2 separate regions of the Macaca mulatta genome follow, and region 2 is linked to region 1. A link is a contact called in public Hi-C data. All regions are on one chromosome and are shown on one strand. Each heading gives the region's core, a stretch centred on a gene start, on an enhancer-like site or on the middle of the called end of the contact. The rest is flanking DNA. Distances are from core to core; before and after follow the strand shown. Region 1 holds the start of CFAP36 (cilia and flagella associated protein 36). Region 2 holds the start of CCDC88A (coiled-coil domain containing 88A).

Region 1 (5,380 bases), core at 2,421-4,920:
TGTCCTTGTAAGAAAAGGAGATGAGTACACAGACTGTACAGGGGTAAGACCACGTATAGACACAGGGAGAAGACAGCCTTCTGCAAGGCAAGATGAGAAGCCTCAAAGGAAACCAACCCTGCCAACAACTTGATCAGAGACTTTTAGATTTCAGAACTTTCAGAAAGTAAATGTCTGTTGCTCAAGCCACCCAGTCTGTGGTAATTTGTTACAGCACTCCTAGCAAACTAATACACTATCTAGAAGAGGGAGAAAATCTTAATATTATCTTTATTTAGCTCACAAGTTTGCTGTAAGTCAAACAGATGTAATCCCTTTGTAAACTGTAAAACACTACATAAATGTGAACAATTGTTATTCACATGGTCCTTGAAAATGCAGTCATGTTGTTATGATTTGAATTTTATATTCCTTTAGTAGGGCAGACACTCAGTATCAGTACAGGAGATGGGGAGAAGCAAGAGATTTCCTAGGGCTGTAGCAAAAAACACAAATGATTTGTCTTTGAAAGAAGAGGCAAAATAAAAGGAATAGTTCCTTACATTCATGCTGCAAATTTGAAAGCAAACAGATACCTAAACTACATATAATAACAATATCTAATATGTATTAAGCATTTACTAAGTACCTAGCATAATCCCAAGTACTTTTTTTTTTTTTTTTTTTTTTTTTTTTTGAGACGGAGTCTCGCTCTGTCGCCCAGGATGGAGTGCAGTGGCGCGATCTCGGCTCACTGCAAGCTCCGCCTCCCGGGTTCACGCCATTCTCCTGCCTCAGCCTCCCGAGTAGCTGGGACTACAGGCGCCCACAACCGCACCCGGCTAATTTTTTGTATTTTTAGTAGAGACGGGGTTTCACCGTGGTCTCGATCTCCTGACCTTGTGATCCGCCTGCCTCGGCCTCCCAAAGCACTGGGATTACAGGCGTGAGCCACCGCGCCCGGCCCCAAGTACTTTTAATATGTGTTCTTGGCCAAGTGCGGTGGCTCACGCCTGTAATCCTAGCACTTTGGGAGGCTGAGGCGGGCGGATTGCCTGAGCTCAGGAGTTCAAGACCAGTCTGGACAACATGGTGAAACCCTGTCTCTACTAAAATCCAAAAAATTAGCTGGGCATGGCCGCGTGGACCCGTAGTCCCAGCTACTCAGGAGGCTGAGGTAGAAGAATTGCTTGAACCTGGGTGGCAGAGGTTGCAGTGAGCCAAGATTGGGCCATTGCACTCCAGCCTAGGCGACAGTGAGACTCTGTCCCTCTCTAATTAAATCTCATATCATATGTTCTCTAAATCACATATCAACCCTATGGTAAAAGTGCTTGTTATGTGTATGTGTGTAGTGCACCGTGTGTGTGTGTATATATATATGTTTATGTATGTGCATCTATTTTCGTTTTGTTACATGTATCTTTTTTTTTTTTTGGAGACGGGGTTCACTCTGTCGCCCAGGCTGGAGTGCAGTGGTGCAATCTTTGCTCACTGCAACCTCTGTCTCCCGGGTTCAAGCGATTCTCCTGCCTCAACCTCCCAATTAGCTGGGATTACAGGCGCCCGTCACCACACCGAGCTAATTTTTAGTAGAGATGAGGTTTTGCTGTTGGGCAGGCTGGTCTCAAACTCCTGACCTCAAGTGATCCACCCACCTTGGCCTCGCAAAGTCCTGGGAGACAAGAGCGAAACTCCGTCTCAAAAAAAAAAAAAACAAAAAACAAAAAACAGCTCTTTTAGGATGAAATACTATATTCCTCCTAAAGTGGTTTAGATAGTCACCAAACTAAGGATACCAAATATTCTTACACTTTCAATTGCAGTGAGCCGAGATGTCACCACTGCACTCCAGCGTGGGTGACAGAGCAAGACTCCCTCTCAACAAAAAAAAAGGGGGGTGGGTTGGGAGGGGGGCTATCATTTTAACCTAGTAGATTGGCAAAGATTATTTTTTAAAAATATTTAAAAAAATTAGTTCAGTAATTTTCCCTTGAGAATTTGTTCAAGGGAAATAATGAGACTAGAGTTCAAAAACATACGTGCAAGTATATTCATTACACAATTGTTAATGGGTTTAAAAAATTCAAGTAATTTAATGTAGCAATTGACGTTTGGTCAAATTAACCAAGATATATATTCTTTCATTTAGCAATTCTGTTGGAATCTATCCCTTGGAGTAGTAAATAAAACCAACAGTTCTCAGGATGCAACATTTACAACAGCAGTTTGTAGAAGCAAAAAATGGCAAATCCACAGCACGGAGGAGGAAAAAGAAAAAAATTGCACATGGCCAGGCACGGTGCCTCACGCCTGTAATCCCAGCTCTTTGGGAGGTGGAGCCGGGCGAATCACCTGAAGTCAGGAGTTCCAGGCCAACCTGGCCAACATGGCGAAACCCTGTCTCTACCAAAACTACAAAAATTAGCTGGGTGTGGTGGCACATGCCTGTAATCCCAGCTACTCAGGAGGCTGACGCACAGGAGAATCGTTTGAACCCAGGAGGCTAAGGCTGCAGGGAGCCGAGATCACGCCACTGCACTCCAGCCTGGGCGACAAAGCGAGACTCCGTCTCAAAAAAAAAAAAAAAAAAAAGGCATATAATGATCATCTTTATGCATTCAGGTAAGATATTGTGTGCACATTCACGAAATAAAAATAGACTAAAGGGTGGTTTATGGAATACCATGCAGTTGTGTATGTGTATGTGTATATATATATATATGGTTGTCTGAAGATATTTTGGAACTCCAAACACCTTGACAATGACCACTGAATACCCCCATTCCACCTAAAAGCTGAATTGGAGTTACAAGATTTGGTTACCAAGGCATTTATTTGAGCATTAACTTTTATTTTGCCCTTGAAAAGCTCCTAATTCTAGTTATCTTTATCCAAGCGTAAGAGGTTCAAGACCCGACTGAAGATACAGATGCAAACTGACAGACAATGAGCCAGTCTCACACACCTCGGCTTTGTATTTTCAGACAACCCTTTACTTACAAACTTCTGGGCCAATGGTCTGAAAATGGTTGGGACTGAGGTGCTGGGGATACAATGATGAACAGCAGCCGCTGAAGCCCTGTCAGGTGGAGGAGGCCCGGTTACCTCAGACCCTCACTGAGCCTTTTCTTTTTTTTTTTCTTTTGAGACGCAGTCTCCCAGGCTGCATTGCAGTGCCTCACTGCAACCTACGCCTCCCGGGCTCAAGCCTTTCTCCTGCCTCAGCCTCCCGAGTAGCTGGGATTAAAGGCGGCGCCACCACGCCAGGCTAATTTTTGTATTTTTGGTAGAGACGAGGTTTCACCATGTTGGCCAGGCTGGTCTCGACTTCCTGACCTCAGGGGATCCGCAAGCCTCAGCCTCCCAAAGTGCTGGGATCACAGGCACCAGCCACCGCGCCCGGCTACTGCGCCTTTTCTAAACCTTGGCTCCTACGTACTTACCAGAATAGAGAGCGCAGAGAATCTGTCTACGACTTCCAGCCAATGGCTACACTTCTTTTCTCAGCCCTCGTCCACTGTTCTATTTTAACCAATCAGAAACGTTTTTCAAACGTTTCCCCTCCCCGCTAAGTGCGCAGGCTCCTGGAAAGTTGTCTTCACTTCCGGGCCGCGGTCTAGGGCGGCTACGTGTGTTGCCATAGCGACCATTTTGCGTTAACTGGTTGGTAGCTTCCCTCCTGGGGGTTGAGCGACTGCGGGCCAGCTCTTCCCCTACTCCCTCTCGGCTCCTTGTGGCCCAAAGGCCTAAGCAGGGTCCGGCGGTCTGGCCTAGGGATATTCCCCGTTGCCCCTTTGGGGCGGGATGGCTGCGGAGGAAGAGGACGAGGTGGAGTGGATGGTGGAGAGCATCGCGGGATTCCTGCGAGGCCCAGACTGGTCCATCCCCATCTTGGACTTTGTGGAACAGAAATGTGAAGGTAAAAACCAGAGTCTGAACCGACAATCCTCTTCTCCTCTCTCACACCAGCGGCGGGCAGGGGGTTGGTAACCACAAATCATCTCTCGTCTCCCCCATCCCCTGTGTCCACCCCTGTCGTCAGGTCTTGTTCCCCTCACCCCCTTCTCCACCCCCGTCGTCAGGTTTAGAGCTGGTTATGTAGGAGCAATTCCTTTCACCCTGCCGATGTGTTCTTTCGCAGACCTGAAAATAGGGACCGAGGCTCCCCTTCCCTGGGGCCCAAGCGCACGTCCGAAGAACATTAGACTTGAATCGTAAATTCGGTCTCTCACCCTGTCCCGAACGTTTCTGCCCTGGGCAGGTGGACTGTTTGGCTGGGCTTCTTCAACAGCTTTCCCAGACTTGAGAGGAGAAGGGTCGGTTTACCTGAGTTCCTTATGATCCCTAGCATTTCGCCCGGTGTAGTCAGCTTAGGAAATGAGAAATGATTCACTCCAAACCAACAGTTAACTGCAAAGGAGGGCATGTGATAACTTCAGGAAGCCCAGAACCAGTGTTTTTTGATGGCCTGTATTCCCCTTGGTGAGCTCTACTGTTGGCTATACCAAAACTTTGCGAGGTGGGGCCGGGAACCATTCTTGGAACAAATGAGGCGTATAGATATGGCATTATATTCCCTGTGAAGGACAGACACCTCCGGGTTCTGAGCAGTTCTTCACCTTGGAGTTCTGCATTCAGTTCGTGAAGACTTTGCAGCCCATTCGCAGAAAAGGAACTAGAAAACACGTCATGTAAATGAGTGCCCAAGCGTTTTTGTGGTTGTTTAGTCGGGCAAGACTTTGAGGGTAGTAATATTCATCAGTTGTTTGAACATCTGTTTTGTGTTGTAAGGTTCAATGAAATAGAGCTAGGGTCAGTTGGTACAAGCTACAGGGAAACAAATTTCAGTGAAGGAAGTGCTTCATGACAGAATGTATCCAAGATGAGTTAGCCTGTGTCAGAAGGTAATGAGCTTCCCGGCTCCGGCAGTGTTTGAATGGATCTGATAGCGACTTAATAGGGTTAGAGGGATTCAGCTATTCAGCTATCAAATGGTCGGTTATCCTGGATGACCTTTTAAGACTTCTTTAAATTCCAAGATATCATGAATCTGGTAAAGATGAAATTCAGTTTGACCACTGAATCTTTTTATTACATTTTCATTGCTATAATCGAAATTCAAATCATAGCTATTAAAGGGTTGTTTTTACAGGTAATTTTAAAACAGTGTTCAAAAACGAAATAACTTCTATTTGTACTCTTTTTTTTTTTTTTTTTTGGGAGACGGAGTGTCGCTCTGTTGCCCAGGCTGGAGTGCAGTGGCGCGATCTTGGCTCATTGCATTGTTTTATACATATGATTATTCAGTAAACACTTGTTTTGATTTTATTTAACTTCATTATTTATCTGTGGTAACAAAAATGGACTGGTCACTTTCCATAACAATTACATCAGCAAA
Region 2 (5,704 bases), core at 22-2,521, 94 kb before region 1:
TGGTTGACAGAATGAAAAATTAAAGTTTCACAATTTTAACAGGTAGAATTACTAGGTTGTGATAATGGGCTGAGCGCATAACATTATCATTCCTTTCAAGATCTAATTCTTAAACCACCTGAATTTTTCTGGCCAATGAAGCAAATTAGGGGCTTAAAACATCGTGTCTCAAAGTTCACCGTATGCTATTTCTCAAAGAAAACAAGTTACCTAGGAAAGAAGGAAGAACTTACATTTGGAGCATGACCTGGTTCAGGAACACCCCATCCACCAAAGCCACATATTCATCAAGGTTGGTCCCATTTCCTGCAGTCAGAGGTCCAAACGTTTTAACCTAGAACAGAAGGATCACCACGACATGAACGCCCACCTCCATCTCTGCAGCCACAAATAACGCAGCAAAATATACAATAAAGGACACCCCACTTACCCAAGTGACCAAGGGGCTGGTCATGAACTGCTCCAGAAGGGGAGTAAAAATTTCGTTCTCCATTTTACAGAGTATGTATTTGAAAAAAGGAACTACCACAAAAATACGCCTAGGGAATTGGTCACTAAACGTGGAAGTAAGTATAAATCAATGAAAGTCCATTTCGGCAAGGGAGGAAAATCCCATCGTGGAGGAGGGGGGCACTCTCCCTCCTCAAAAAACACCCCAGAGGGAAACAAGCCGAAATCCCAAGAAGTGGCTTCGACGACGGACACCACGAGCAGCAGCCTGCGCTGGAAATGTCTGTACCGGGCGAGGAGGGGCAGAGAAAAGGCATCTGGAGGAGGAGGAAGGGAAAGGGGGCTGGAGCCCAAGACAAAAAGCCCGTCAAGGTTGTCCAGCTCCTGGAGGAGCCAGACCAGCGAAACTGCTCCCAATGAATTAATCCCAACGTGGGCTAAATGAAATACGTTAGACAGAGACCACGTTAAGGATTCCGAGGGGCCGCCAGACTCGACCTCGGCGTTCCGACCTCTACACGTTCCACCCACCGATGGGCATGGAGCCGCTTTCGACCCGCGGAGCCTCCACTGCCCGCAGCCCCTCAGCACCAACAGGCAGGGCTCACCCCTTCCCCCCGAACAGACACCATCCCTCCGCCGCCCTCAAGCCTTGCCTCCAGCCCCCTTCCCCTCCCGGGGGTGGGGGCTTGAATGCGTGTCCCTAACCCCCCAGCTTCCTAAGCCCTGCCAGCCTTTTCAGCGCTTCTCTGGGAATCCCTGGCACAAAATCACCGCCGCGCTCCAGCCTCCTCCGCCCTCTATGGAGAAGCCGGAGTAACGGCCTCAGAACCGCAGTGCCGCATCACACCCCACCCCTCGCCGCCCGCCAGAGCCGCCCGCCAATGTCGGGGACGGCCGTCAAAGGGAGCGCGTAGCTTCCTCCGCGCCGATATCCTTCCGCCGACTCCCCGCCCCTCCCGCGCAGCTGCCTCTGGATTGTGGGAGAAGAAAACCGCTGCATGAGCGCGCTCCCGAGCGAGCGCGCCCCCGGGCTAGCCCCGCCGCCGCCCAGATCCTGGCGGCGGGCGCGGGCGTGGACGCGCGTTCGCTGCAGCTGCTGGGGAGACACCCCGCTCCTCGCTTGCGCCCAGGCTTGGGGGGCGGGGACAGGGAAGGCAGAGCAAGGGGTCTGTCTGCTCCCTCGCTCGCTCATGCGTAATTATGGTTTATTTCCTCCCCGAGTGCCTTCTTTGATATGTGAAGGAAAGGGAAAGAAATCCTTCTCTTTTAAACGTGAGGGTTGCAGACAACCTTTTTCGGACAGTTTGATGTGTTCTGTAAAGCATGCCTTCCCCCCAGCAAAATGGAATAGGAAAACTCACTGCAGCAAATGGCAGAGGGACTTGAGCCGCAACTTGGTGGGTTTTTTCTGCTTCTTTTTTTTTTCTTCCAAATCCAGTCCACTAACGCATGAATATTCTTCAGAGTTGCAAGTGACATACAGTAAGATTTTTTAAAAACCAGAGCTGTCTGTCAGCACGTTGGTATTCCCTGACTGGAGCAAACGTGACTCAGACATTGTTTTTTGGTTTTGTTTTGTTTTTTGCTATTTGGCCATTGAGGGGTCGGGGTGGGGGGGAATCCCAAGCAAAATCAAGAACTACAAAGAAGAAACATTTGGAAGTCATCCAAGTTGGGTGACAAACAGATTACATATTTGTCATAAATCTCCATGCCATGCACGACTGGAACCTCGACATAATTTTAAGTTCCCTGGCAAAATCAAATGTTACTCCTCATTTAAAAGGAAAATAAAGACTTTTTTCCTGGGGTAAAATGGGCATGTAGAATGCAATCTTTTTTGAGAAAAGATAATATAGTTTTATAATGTGTGCTATGTTTACATTACATAAATATTTACATAGAGTATATATTTTAAATTAGCAGTAAAAATGTCTCTGTCATCACACAATTAAGAAACAGCACAATTTCTTAATTGGGTAGTTGGGAACCTGGACTCTGAAGTCTTCCTGCCTAGTTCCAATATGCACCAGCTGTGTGAGCCTAGGCACGTTATTGAGGCTCTCTGTGCTTTGGTTCCTTCACGTGTAAAGCAGGGCTAATAATAGGGGTAAGTGAAATGGCAGCTTATAGTAAGTGTTCTATAAATGTCATTAATGTTGTTTTTAACATTATTCCTTCAAAATAAAGAACCTTTATGAAAAAACTTGAAATGTAACCTTTCTACTTCAGTTACAGGAGAAAGGATCTTGCTTTGAGGAGTAGGGAACTGAATGCCCTTTGAAAATCATCTTAATTAAAATTAGGATGCATTCATGTGGCACTTTGCTAGGTAGTGTACAAGTAGAACCTTGAATTTCCCTAGTCAGTACACAAGCCTTCAGACATCCTTATTGCTAGCAATCTTTTCCATCTGCTCTTGATGACTTTTAAAAAAGTCTTTTAGATATGGGAGTCTCACTATGTTGCCCAGGCTAGCCTCAAACTCCTGGCCTCAAGTGACCCTCTCACCTCAGCCTCCCTAGCAGTTGGGACTAGACGTGTGAGCCACCACGCCTGGCTTGGTGACTCCTTTTTTTATTTGTTTTGTTTTTTGAGACGGAGTCTCACTCTATTACCCAGGCTGGAGTGCAGTGGCACGATCTCAGCTCACTGCAACCTCTGCCTCCAGGGTCCAAGTGATTCTCCTGCCTCAGCCTCCCGAGTAACTGGGATTACAGGTGCCCGCCACCACCCCCTAGCTAATTTTTGTATTTTTAGTAGGGACGGGGTTTCACCATGTTGGCCAGGCTGGTCTTGAACTCCTGACTTCAAGTGATCTGCCTGCCTCGACCTCCCTAAGTGCTGGGATTACAGGTGAGAGCCACTGCTCTTGGCCTGATGACTGTTTCTTAATAGTGGTCCTTTATTTGGCAAATGAAATGCAGACAGAAGGAGAGTAGGCACCAAGAAGACAGCATTGCTTTCAGGAGCAGCCCAGTGCTTGACATATCCACTTTTCTTTGTAATCCCCCAGATGCTTGACAAAACAATATGGAAGTAATTATGCCTATACTGGGTTTATCCTAGGACAAATCAATCTGCTTCATTCATAGACAAAAAAACAAAAAGTATTAATACCAAATACAGCAGGTTAGGGGCATTTCGAAGTGGTGACTGAAGAGTTAGCACAGGAGTCATACATTAAGGTAGTATTGTTTATGCAATTTAGTACCCATCCCTCACAGAAATCTGGATTCTCCTGTAGAGCCAGATGGCCCCAGATGCTTTCTGGTCTATCTTTAGGTTTTACGCGCGCGCGCACACACACACACACACACACACACACACTCAACAAAGAAACATGAGGAGTTAATTGTAAAAACAGGAAACTTTAGACCAGACTGAGGTCTGGAGGAACTTATTTGAAAACCTACCAATTCACAATTCCCTAGTTTAACAGCAGCCTTAAAAATGCTTTATAATATCTCAAGAGTACAACCAGTAATTTCTCTGTCTGGTTAAAGAGGGATTGTATATTATACCCAGTTTAATGGTCTTTGAATTGCAACATCCTATAAAATTAAATTCAAAAGTTTCCTATCCACATTTCACTGAGGAAGAAATTTCTCAAGATTTCTTCAAAGTACTTTTGTTTTGTACTTTGTAGTCGTTTATGTGTCCTGAATGCATTCTTTCTTGGAATGTTAAATCCAGCACGAAAGGGGTTTGGAAAAATCATACCCATCTGGTTAGGATGTAAGTTGTTTGCTTAGCTCTCTTCTAATCCAAAACTAAACGGTTAGAATGGACCATGGTCCCATTTAGAAATCACTAGAGAAAGACTCTCCCCTGTGTATTATAATTGAGGCTTTCTCCTTCAGGTTGCATATGAATAACACAACCCATGTATCAAAAGCACCCATATGAACTTCTACCCGTGTCTATCTTGATCTACACTATAGGAAGTGATAGACTCACCCAGAACCAGGTTCCTTGGTGACAAATATTTTTAAGTACGGATTTGCAAAGCTAATCACATTCATAAGCTAGTGCAGCAGCAGAATGGCACCGTTGTTTATAATAGACAATAAGTGGAAACAACCCACATGTCCATGGACTGAAGAAGGAATAAATACAATGTGGTATATCCATATAATAGGATACTATCTGGCAATACAAAATAATGAAGTACTAATACATGCTACAACATGGATGAAAGCATTATGCTAAGTGAAAGTCATAAAGAACAATATATTGTATTATTCCATTTATGTGAAATGTCCAGATAAGACAGATCTATAGAGACAGAAAGTAGATTAGCCTAGGGCTGGGGAAGTTGGGGGAGAATAGGAGTGATGGTTTAGGGATGTGAAGTTTCTTTTGAGAAAATGAAAATATTCTAAAATGATCATGGTGATGGTTGCACAACTCTGTGAATACACTAAAAGCCATTGAGTTGTGTACCTTAAATGGCTGAATTGTATGGAATGTGAATTACGTCTCAATAAAGCTTTACAAAAAAGAATGGCACCATTCCCTCATGAAATTTTTTTTAAGTCATCAAGAAATCTAGTCTCTAATAGCCTTTTTAAAAGGGCCCCTTGATCTAATAAAAGATTTTTAAATCACCTAAGAACACAGAACGCTTATATTTTAATTACCCAACATAGTTTTAAGAGGAAATATACAGAGAGAGAAAGAGAAATTAGGCAGGTTGCTTAACTTTTTTGAGCATCAGTTTCCTCGGTAGTTAATGAGCACACTGGTTTCATTCTCTTCTGGACTTCTGCTTTGACCAGTGGACTTGTTCTGTCCTGTACCTCAACTGAGGAGAGGAAAGGTAGAAAGATATGACAGGGAAGAGAGAAGGGGTCCTCCTTTCAGGCCAGTATCAATTGGTCTTCTCAAACATCCTACTTCCGTGTTCCAAAGTGAACCTTCTCAAATTCACAGTAATATCCCATATGCCTGTGCCTCTGCATATGCTTCCATCCCTGTCCAGAATACCCTTTTCTGCTTGCTAGCTAGGCCAACTCCCACTCATCACTTGGGATTCAAGCGTTACCTCTCTGTGAAGCATTCCTCTACATCAGACTCAGGTGACACTCCTTTTTGTATCTGCATAGTATCAAATCTTCCCTTCATTTCTGCAACTTGCTCTAAATGGCATGTATTTGCCTACAATTACTTCTCCTTTATTCATCTTTGTGTCCCTGGGTCTAGGGCAGTGCCGTGCAATGGAGGGCACTCTCAGTCAATGGATCAGAGT

Evidence for each region. Hi-C and Micro-C count contacts between places; a contact is called where the count stands out from the background.
Region 2: a contact with region 1 is called in a Hi-C map of fetal cortex germinal zone, with 5 times the contacts expected there. The contact joins the promoter of CCDC88A here to the promoter of CFAP36 in region 1. A contact is called at or near these places in 3 of 14 Hi-C or Micro-C datasets (fetal cortex germinal zone, fetal cortical plate and fibroblasts).

What each region holds. Positions count from the first base shown.
Region 1 is chr13:69,107,494-69,112,873 of T2T-MMU8v2.0, reverse strand. It overlaps CFAP36 (cilia and flagella associated protein 36), which reads left to right and starts at 3,670. Exons shown (of 10, transcript NM_001190915.2): 1 at 3,670-3,901. The coding sequence starts at 3,787.
Region 2 is chr13:69,198,642-69,204,345 of T2T-MMU8v2.0, reverse strand. It overlaps CCDC88A (coiled-coil domain containing 88A), which reads right to left and starts at 1,271. Exons shown (of 33, transcript XM_077959562.1): 1 at 431-1,271; 2 at 234-334. The coding sequence starts at 493.